Regions from separate parts of the Sus scrofa genome. Here regions 1 and 2 are each linked to region 3. A link is a contact called in public HiChIP or PLAC-seq data. All regions are on one chromosome and are shown on one strand. Each heading gives the region's core, a stretch centred on a gene start, on an enhancer-like site or on the middle of the called end of the contact. The rest is flanking DNA. Distances are from core to core; before and after follow the strand shown. Region 1 overlaps ZNF516 (zinc finger protein 516). Region 2 overlaps ZNF516 (zinc finger protein 516). Region 3 has its middle 61 kb from the start of ZNF236.

What was found. HiChIP or PLAC-seq counts read pairs in DNA pulled down with a chosen protein or histone mark.
Region 1: an H3K27ac HiChIP or PLAC-seq map of skeletal muscle shows a contact between it and region 3, with 5 times the contacts expected there. The contact joins two enhancer-like sites. A contact is called at or near these places in 3 of 47 Hi-C or Micro-C datasets (embryonic fibroblasts, liver and skeletal muscle) and 2 of 2 datasets of contacts at active chromatin or transcription factors (alveolar macrophages and skeletal muscle).
Region 2: a contact with region 3 is called in an H3K27ac HiChIP or PLAC-seq map of alveolar macrophages. The contact joins two enhancer-like sites. A contact is called at or near these places in 1 of 5 promoter capture datasets (liver), 30 of 47 Hi-C or Micro-C datasets (adipocytes, adipose tissue, alveolar macrophages and 17 more) and 2 of 2 datasets of contacts at active chromatin or transcription factors (alveolar macrophages and skeletal muscle).

What each region holds. Positions count from the first base shown.
Region 1 is chr1:148,021,899-148,025,259 of Sscrofa11.1, forward strand. The region is part of intron 1 of ZNF516 (zinc finger protein 516); the gene reads left to right. Among named protein-coding and RNA genes, the nearest start is that of ZNF516, 36 kb to the left of the region's middle. Within about 2 kb of position 1,328, at least 36 of the 83 cell types and tissues checked have an H3K27ac peak or open chromatin away from gene starts, as enhancers often do. A contact at or near this core is called in alveolar macrophages and skeletal muscle, where this site is marked.
Region 2 is chr1:148,064,863-148,067,995 of Sscrofa11.1, forward strand. The region is part of intron 2 of ZNF516 (zinc finger protein 516); the gene reads left to right. Among named protein-coding and RNA genes, the nearest start is that of ZNF516, 79 kb to the left of the region's middle. Within about 2 kb of position 1,304, at least 25 of the 83 cell types and tissues checked have an H3K27ac peak or open chromatin away from gene starts, as enhancers often do. A contact at or near this core is called in alveolar macrophages, where this site is marked.
Region 3 is chr1:147,841,495-147,844,517 of Sscrofa11.1, forward strand. No RefSeq gene overlaps it. Among named protein-coding and RNA genes, the nearest start is that of ZNF236, 61 kb to the left of the region's middle. Within about 2 kb of position 1,762, at least 15 of the 83 cell types and tissues checked have an H3K27ac peak or open chromatin away from gene starts, as enhancers often do. A contact at or near this core is called in alveolar macrophages and skeletal muscle, where this site is marked.

The sequences.
Region 1 (3,361 bases), core at 78-2,577, 180 kb after region 3:
ATGTCCTTGTCAAGAACTGCTCTTTGTAAACATTCTCTGATGGTTCACTCCCCTTAAGAGCCGGAGATGTCTAGCTGCTTTTCAGAGGTGCTGCGTTGTTAGTGATCGGCTTGGTCAGGTTACAGCAGCTACTGGTGGTAATGGCGCTGGAAAATTTAAATGGGTTGTATAGTATATGCACGTTATAGAGAAAAACAGTTTGGGGAAGATTTGTCCTCTTAGACTTTTGATCCTCTTAAAGTATTGATTGGTGTTAGTACAATGGCCAACAACATCTTACCTACCAAACCCTACCAAAATGTCCTCGATTCAGGGTATTTTTACAGACCATGTTTCCTTAGAATTCAGTAACATTGATTATTGAAGTATTTATCCTCTGGGTGCTCTTAATAAAGGGGTCTTGGGCGGCTGAGTTCTGTGCTAAACAGAACGACCTCAGAAGGTGATGTTTAACAGAATATTTTACGGCTTATTGCACGTCGTCATCTCTCTTTGTTTTCTTGGGCACAATTCTTTCCTTCATTTTGTGGGGTGACTTCTAAGTGCTCTCACAAAAAGCACAGGAGAAAGAGATAACATTTGATAGGTATTAATCTCGATCTGTTTTCTTATACTGAGAGAGAAGTGTTGGTTTTAGGTTAGAGGCTGGAAAACAGGTCAGTGTATGTGTATGAGTGTTGGGGGTAAATATTGCCCTGTGCTGTTGATTTATGTGGAATAAAATACAGCTTTATTTCTAGAAACAAATTTTAATTCAAATACATTTATAGTCAGCTAATAGTCATTTCAGAAAGGTGTGGCTGGTTGACTAGGAAGTGTTCCATAGCAAGAAAATACAGTGAGTTTCTGCCCATGACTCTTTTGTTTTCATTGCTGATAATTTCTAAAAAAATTTTTTTTTTATTGGACATTGGTGGCAGTGTCTACACTTTTGAATTTAGGCTGAGTCAAAACCTATAAAGCCACTTTTAAATGGCATTTTCCCTGCAGTTTATCGAAGGCCTTTTGATGTTCCATGTTTGTTTAAAAAAAGAAATCAATGAGACTTCATTTTCCCTGGCGTTCCCCAAGTTTTCAGTGTTTCTGTATTAGTGGAAACGTTGGCTTTAATCAGCTTGATGCAGGATGTAAAAAGAGTGAAAGTAAAAACTTGTGCTTTTGTGGTTCCTGTCTGAATAGCGAGTTATTTTCCTCTGTTTTTTGTAAAGCGCCCAGCACCCCTCGGTGACGACAGATTTCATGGAGTCGCCCCGTTTGGGAGAGATGCAGGTCTAAGCTTCTGGAAATGCAGCTCTTGGTGGAAATGTTGACAAGATCATTAACTAGGCCGGCAGCGCTGGCCTCTGCAGGAAGCTGGATTTGCTGCCAGATCCCAGCTCTTTGTGGCTGGCCAGGGGCTCCAGCGGACACCTATCTGCAGAAAATCACAGAGCCAGCTCTGGCTCCCATGCTTTTCCTTTTTTTCTTTCTTTCCTTTTTTTTTTTTTTTTTTTTTTTGTTAAGTTCACTCTTATAAGGACAAATAGATTGATAAGATCACTACAGACTCCAGAAATAGTAAATAAAGGCTATCCGTAGTGTGTTCATTATGGAGAGCAGACGAAAAAGCAAGTAAAACAACGCTTCTTTCCTCTTGAGAGAAAAAAGCCAGCACCTTTAGTTTTATTTTGATGCCTCTTTATTAAAGTCTCCAGAACCATTTTGGACTTGCCAGGATCTGTTATTCGTGGCAGGGGAAAGAAAACTGACACATCCTCCCTCCTTCATTCTTGGCCTTTTCTGAATGTAATCAATAATTATGTTGTGTGTTCATCTGCTTTTTTTTTGGTTCCCTCCCTGTAAGATCAGATTGGACTACGAACGTTTATATTTTAGTAGGAGGAGAGAGCTTGTACATTAATGTTAATTTGTATTTTGTTTAGCAAGTGTGTCGTGAACTGTCTTTGCTGTTAGGGTTTGTTCTGTCGGAAGGTGAAGATGGTGTCTGTCTGTCCTCGGCCAGGCGTGTGTTGGGTTTTTGACACATGGTGGTAAACTACTTTATCAACGAGAAGCTACTTGCTGATTAACGTTTAGGTCACCTCTGTGTTTCTGCTGTAAGTGAGGTACAGAATCGAAGGGAGTCTTGCTTTTAAACGATTGTGATTGTGCCGAGTTTGCATAATAAACCCTTATTAGGGACAGTGAGTTACATGTGCGCCCCCCCCCCCGTTGGCACTGGCGTTGATTTATTGGGGGTGGGGGCGCTAAGAAATTAAAAGGAAGCTTTGTTGAAGGATGGAATTTTGTCACCTCATGTCCTGTACAAAGCATTTTTGAGGCTTACCTTGAAAACGAGTGCTTTTGGCAGAAATGTCCCAGCACATTGTTCTCCAGGGCTGCTCAGAAACCGGTCAGTGGGGCTCGAGTGCTGCACCCCACGCCCCGGGAGAGGGGGTCTGTGCCCCGCCCCCAAGTGGGGGCGGGGCTGGAGCAGGGCGGTGAATGCAGCGATTCTGGCTGCTGCGTTCATTTCTCCTTGTTAGAGTGGAACCAAGGTTTGCTTATAATGGATTATTGATTGGCCCTGCCATCAGCGCCCTCGCTCCCCGAGCTGTGAATGCGCCACTTCATGGGGCGGCTGGGGACCCAGGTCTAGGGACTCTGAGCCTGGGATTGTTAATCTGAGGCAGATTGGCATGTGGGGAGAGGAACTCCTCATTGTTGTCATGGAATTTCTCCCCATTTGTTCGAAGAATGGGCTTTTTGTCTCCGCAGTAGATAAGCTTGTGCAGGATGTTAATGGTGTATTTTAATTCATGGCTCATAATACTGCAGTGTCACAGGGGAAGGCCCACTGCATTGTGTGCAAGAGGACAAATGGGCAGTTTGCTGAGACAGACGGCCAGGCCGGCACCCAAGGGCCTGTGCCCCCGGTCTGCCCAGCAGCTGGGCAGAAAGCGCTGCCTCACAGTCGCCCTCAGGAGGCGACTTTTTAAATTGTATGAGGTGTCTTCTGGAGGCAGGATATCCTGTAAATAAGTACTCTGAGTGTTCTGTCTGCCCTGAGCTGTTTTCTTTTTAAGGGCATCTTCCCAATATCACCAAGTCCTTACATTTTCCCAACTCTCCTGGAACCCTCCCTGGGAGAGCAGGGCCTTCTGTAGTCTCAGGCCTGCTCCCTCCTCCTCCTGGAAGCTCCTGACACCCACCCCCTAGGGTGACCTAGGGAAAAGGGAGAGACCACAAGGCATGGGGAAGCCAGCCTATTTCTTAGCATCATGGTGTGGTTAATTAATGAACTAGAATGGAAGAGATGTATTTGACAGACAGTGTGAGCTTTGGGCTTTGCTTCTGTAAAATGAGAAGCAGCAGAGTAGGT
Region 2 (3,133 bases), core at 54-2,553, 220 kb after region 3:
AACTTGTTAAATTGAAGGTGAGCTATAAACCTGGAGAAAACTAAAGCCATGCAACAAAGGGGAATATTTCCCCTTTATGTAAAAAAGGAGAGAAAACTGAAAACCGAAGAATGAAGAAGTTCATGAAGAAGAAATGCCTTTATGCTTTGAGGGTTTGTTTTTGTTTTGCATTTTCATGAACAACAGTGTAACTACAACCCATTGTACGGCAAGCCTGGGCAGCCTGCCTGAGATTCCAGAGACAGTTTAGCGATGTGATTTGGGAAGTTTTACTTAAATTATTAAGTAAAACATGAAATAATTCTTTCCATTAAGTGTCTCTGGTGGAGTGAAACTTGTGAGATTTAAAATTCGTGTGGTAGGTTGAACTCTTCGTGGAAGCAATAGAGAAAATCTCTGTATTTCATACTCATTTATACATGTATAACCATAAAAGGCTACAGGATCATGGCAGCCACGCTGGCTTCTGGTGAGGGTGAGATTACCAGCCAAACCAGCTGGTGCTGCCTGATTAATCTCCCCCCTGGTTCCCACCTTGTGCTCAGGCCTTGGTAGTTCAGTTAACTCAGGACAAGGTCAGGACAGTCCTGGTTCCACATTGGTGGGAGGATGTTGAATGAAGCCAGGAGGCGTGTTTATTGTGTCGAGTCAGCGTCATGACATCATAAAGGTTTAAGTTTGTGGGATGCAGATAGCACATCTTGCCCAGTGCCTGGAAACACTTCTGCCGCCTTATCTGAGGACACATGTGTCAAGGACCCAGGAGTGAAAAGAATGTTGATTTTAACATAAAGTTCTGTGTATAACAGACGAGGAAGGTCAGGCCATGTGGGCTATTTCCCCTTTGAAACCTGGTTTCTGTGTGTTTTTGTCCAAAAACAGGACGTTTGAAGATGTTGCCTGTAATCTTACCCCAAAGTCGAATGCCATAAATGCATCATTTCATCCAAGTTCAATTTAGCCACCGAATTCAAGTGTATCACTAGTTTGAAGCCCTCCTCACGTTAACCCCTGAAAATAGACATATCAGAATGTAAGACACTTTAAAATCTTTTTGATGACCTTGCATCCATTTCAACTACATTTTCTCTGTACGGATCACGTTGGTTCAAGAGAAATAGCACAGCTGTATTGACGTGGGTTTACAGCAAGTTCTGGGCGTCCCTCTTTTGCTAATAAATACCTGCTGTTTAAAAGAAGATGCCTCCTCAGCCGGGTTTCTGAAATCCCGGACCACACACGATGAGCGGGTGCAGGGAACCCGGTCGTGGGCTGTGAGCCGGCGCCATCTAGTGGTGGTGTTGGCACACGGCGCCGGAAGCCGCAGCTCCGGGGACAGGCCAGCCCTCCCTCCGCGCTTCCAGTACGGGGCTCCAAAGTGGCCTTTGTTCTGCAGGTCAGCACGTGCCCGATTTTAGATCTGGAGACGTGACTGATAAATGCCCCCCCCCTTTTAAGGATCATAATAATTTGCTTGTAAATACATAGATAGAACTTGGGTTTTGTATTTTGGGATCATTAAGCAGCAGAAAAACTTTTAAACGACATGAGTGCTAGTTTGTATCTATAGTAATTGTTTTTATGTTCGAGGTTTACAGGGTTACTTCTGTTCCAAAGTCAGGCTCTGATATTGGTTTTTTAAAATGCATCCCGTGAAAGGAAAAACAAAGGTGGTTTAAGTGCTGCCCTTCTAGACACCTGGTCCTTAAGGGAGCAGTAGGATTGGAGGATAATACCAAACATTGCGTGCTAAGCATCCCTGTGCTATTTCTTACCCTTACCTCCTCAATGACTTAGTACAGTCTAAAAGGAATGTAAATACCTTCTTTCCAACATCTGCTTCCACAGTTCTTTACAACATTCGATTTACTTTCTGCCTTTGTAAATGTTCATTACTCTCCTGAGCTTGATTTGTACAATTTTGTGTAATGATTTTACTATTACATTTGTTGGCCTTTTGTCAAACAGACAACTTACAGTTTACTGTTAGGATTTGGGGGTGAAGGAAGGTGTATAACATGAATGGTAGCCGTGAAAATAGGCTTAAATTCTATTCACTTCAGCATGGATTTGATTTTTAAAAAAGTCGCAAACAACCCGAGTGACAACTATTTATGGTTGCGTCAGTGAGGCAGCAGTTAGTAAGTTCTAGATTTTTACAATGTGATTATGTTTCAGGGCGGGACAATCTACTGTTTAGTAACTGGATACTTGGGTGGAAACTCGAGGTATTTGAGTAAGCTTTAAATTGTTGGTTTTGTACTCTGAATAGGAACATTCTTGAAATAAAATTATTTCTCAGATTTTAAGCTTTAACTTTTCTTGTGGAACATGGTTAAATCTGTTTCGTCAGAAGTCCTGTATTTAATTTGTAATTGTTTTTCTTCTAAAATTAAAATCCGGCTTCCAAAGTGCTAAGATACATATGTTTCCAGGAAGGCAAAGGGGTTATACTTTTGCAGGTTAATTATGTTAATAGATTACTTCAAATGAAAACTTGTATAGTGTATTCAGTCAGGCAGAAGAAGGAGCAGGAACAACATAGGGAGTACAATATATGTTTATTTATAAAACTTTTAAAACAGGATTATTTAGCTGTCACCCGTTGTTCTGGTTCTGTCTGGTTTCCCTATCCCTGAGACTTCATCATCGTCATTATTATCATTGTTCTCGTTCACATTGCACGCACCATGAGTGAGAGAGCTTTAAAACACTTCTCTTAAAGAGATTTTTCTGATCGTGGAACTGAATCGCCCTTGGTAGATACTGGACCATTAGAAGCAAGTTTTTACTATTCTCTATGGAAACAAAGGCTATCCTTTTCTGAAGGGTGAAGTGGGGCCGAGCTGGGAGTTTCAGTTTGGTGCTAGGGTTGCTCCTGGGACTGGAGGCCCTGGAGATTTTCTTGTTTGCTGTCCCCTCCCCTTAAAGCGGCCTCTCAAGTAGGTCACTTGGTCACATGCTTTCCTGGGTGCCCCTCTGTATAGACAACTACTAAGTGTGTCTTTGCCCCCTGGTTATCTTCCTTTCTTTTCTGGGAAGGAGAACTTCCTGATCACACCAGCCCGTGGCAGTGTTTTTCAGCATTTCCTTTGCTTCACTTGCAAAGAAAGCTTATTACAAAGTGGTGTTT
Region 3 (3,023 bases), core at 512-3,011:
GCCCGGGAGAATGACCCGGATTGTCTTGCTGACAGGGAGGGGCTGGGGTCCAGACCCAGAAATCTGAGGGTAGGTGCTGGACCATCCCCAAGGTGTCCCTGTGCCCAGGAACCCCTCTTGGGGAAGGTCCACGTCCCCTGCTGTGTTCTCCCTGCTGGAGATCGTTCGAGCACACCCAATCGTGCACACTCAAACACACTCTTGAATCTACACACATCCCATCTCACATTCACATCCACGTGCACACACTCACACTCCTGCATTCACACACATCCAGTCTCACATTCATTCACACTCATGCACATTCACACACTCTCCCGCACACACGTAAGCACACTCACGCTTGCACGCATAGCCCCTCCATCCTCGGCCCCAAGAGTCTGGAACAAAGGATGAGACTTGATTTCCACATCTCATGGTTGAGAACGGACCCACTTAAGTTGTGTTTACAAAAGTTAAGAGCTGAGCCAAAGAAATGGTCCAGACAGAAAACCTACCACAGGGAACAGGATCCTTCCGACCCAGATTCCGCAGGAGAAGAGGAGCAGGGAGGGGGCCAAACAGCAGTTTCTTTCTCTGTCCCCCCTAACTGGGAAGTGTCTCCACAAGCACAGGCTGAACCTGGCCACCGAGGACACCTTAATTTTCTTGAAAATGGATATTGATCATGTCAGAAGGCATCACCAGGCAGTAATTCAACTCAATGGTCAAAAAGGCTGAAGCGATTGGACTCCTGTGTGCAAAGCGCATTCCTTGCTCTCAGATTGGAAGGTCAAATTAAAACTGGTCATCCAGGAGTCAGCTTCACGGCCCAGGTTTACAACCCAGACTCCTGTCACATGGTTGCAGAGGTCAACAACAGCAAATAAGTGCTCTGTAGTTTGGAGGAAAAGCAAGAACAAATATTACTTTAAGAACTAGAATTAGGAGTTCCCGTCGTGGCGCAGTGGTTAACGAATCCGACTAGGAACCATGAGGTTGCGGGTTCGATCCCTGCCCTTGCTCAGTGGGTTAACGATCCGGCGTTGCCGTGAGCTGTGGTGTAGGTCACAGACACGGCTCGGATCCCGCGTTGCTGTGGCTCTGGCGTAGGCCGGTGGCTACAGCTCCGATTAACCCCTAGCCTGGGAACCTCCATATGCCACGGGAGTGGCCCAAGAAATGGCAAAAAGACAAAAAAAAAAAAAAAAAAAGAACTAGAATTAAATTGCAAATACCAGGGACATGATTCCTATATCTAAAACCCATGTTATATTTAAACCCATAATTGGGTATGGCATGAATGTGGATTATTTTAACTTTATTATTTTTTAAGTCTCATTTGCAGGTGGCAAAGGATAATTATTGTGCAAGATAACTTGATCTTCTTGTTTATATTCAAGAACTAACTCGGATTAAAGTGATCTTTTAAAAGGGCTTGAATAGCAGAATAACTCAGTACTGGTGTCAGTTTGTCTTATTTCAATAATAGTCGCTATGGAAACAAATCACTGACCTATTTCTTTTCATACCCCCAAGTAAACAATAGGGTTTCCACTTTTCTTCGTATCCTGTTCCCTTTGGACAGGAGTTTCTGGTACAGGATGTTTCTAAAGTGCTTTTTACTGAAACCTATAGTTCTGAACTCCATGCTTATTTTAGTTATTATAAACATTCTCAGCCACATCATGGATTTCTACCATGGAAGGCGCCCAGGATGCTCAGCTTCATCCCTCAGAATCCTGGGCCCCCTTGGCAGGCGCTCCCTCGCCATTGCTCAGAGGTGGAGACTTTGCTGCAGGAGGCAGAGGCTGGGCCAGCATGCCCACATAGACTGCATGAAATGCCTGGTGTAATAAGTCAGCAGAGTTCCACATTAGTGTCTTTTCTCTCCATGCCGATCTTTGACTACAAACAGGAAAGTCACAGAAGGTCATTTTCCACACAAAGCTGCTGATTCAGGAAAGAACAAATGAAATATTAACATGTGCGTGCTCCCTTCCTTGTCCTCAACCCACATCCTAAATCCATTTTATATTTGGCTGAAGCCAGAAGTTGCTAAATATAGAAGTTGCTCTCTCCCCAGCACTCACAAGTGCCCCTGCTGGGCTGTCTCTGCAGCCACAGGCTGTAGTCACAGCAAAGAGAGGCACATCAGCCCTGTACCACGGACCACCCTTCATCTCCAAGGACACACTCTTGTGGAAATATCAGGAGGAAGTTTACCATGTTTAACTTTATTTATGGCCCGCTATTTTTATGACCTGTAAATCCCTCCTCTTCATTTGTTTATTGTGTGAGATGGAAAAATTACAGACATAATAAAAGGGGGAAAAGGCACACATACAAAATAAGTAAAAAAAAAAAAAAAAAAAAAGACACCAGTGACACATACTCCGAATGGTGCCGGACACAGCTGCAGAACTTTCCAAAAGAGCAGTAAAGAAGAGAAAACCACCAACCCTCTGTGTGTAACATACTTCAAATAATGAGAGTAAAATGGTCATGGTGATTAATTTCTCTGATGTGACAAATTTATTTTTTAATGGGATAAGTTCTGACCTAATATGGTTGGGCTCCAAATGTGCTGCACATATCTTGGGAAAGCTTTTTAAGGTTTCATGACAAACATTCCTTTTTTTATCTTTATGCTCTAACAGTGCCGCGATATTCCAAACGACCAGGTCAAAATGATACCAAAGTAGTTGTTTGGAAAGTGGGGAAAACATAACATGACAACTTGGTGGCGTGCTTGCAAACAGGGTTCCCATCCTCCAGGTCTTTCTTCATCTTTGCCCTTTCCACTGTGACACTGCAGCTCCTCCCCTTAGGAGGCAGAGTCGATCTTCACCCTTCAAATCTGGGCTGGCCCTTCAGCTCTCTCTGACCATCGAATATGGGGTAGTGATGATCTGATAGCCCTGAGTATATAAGCCTCATGAGGTCTTAGATATTTCCACTCTCTTAGGGCCTCTGCCATGAAAACAAGCCTCAGAGTGTATGCTGCAGGGTGCGGGCACAGGAGAGCTGACCCATAGCTGACC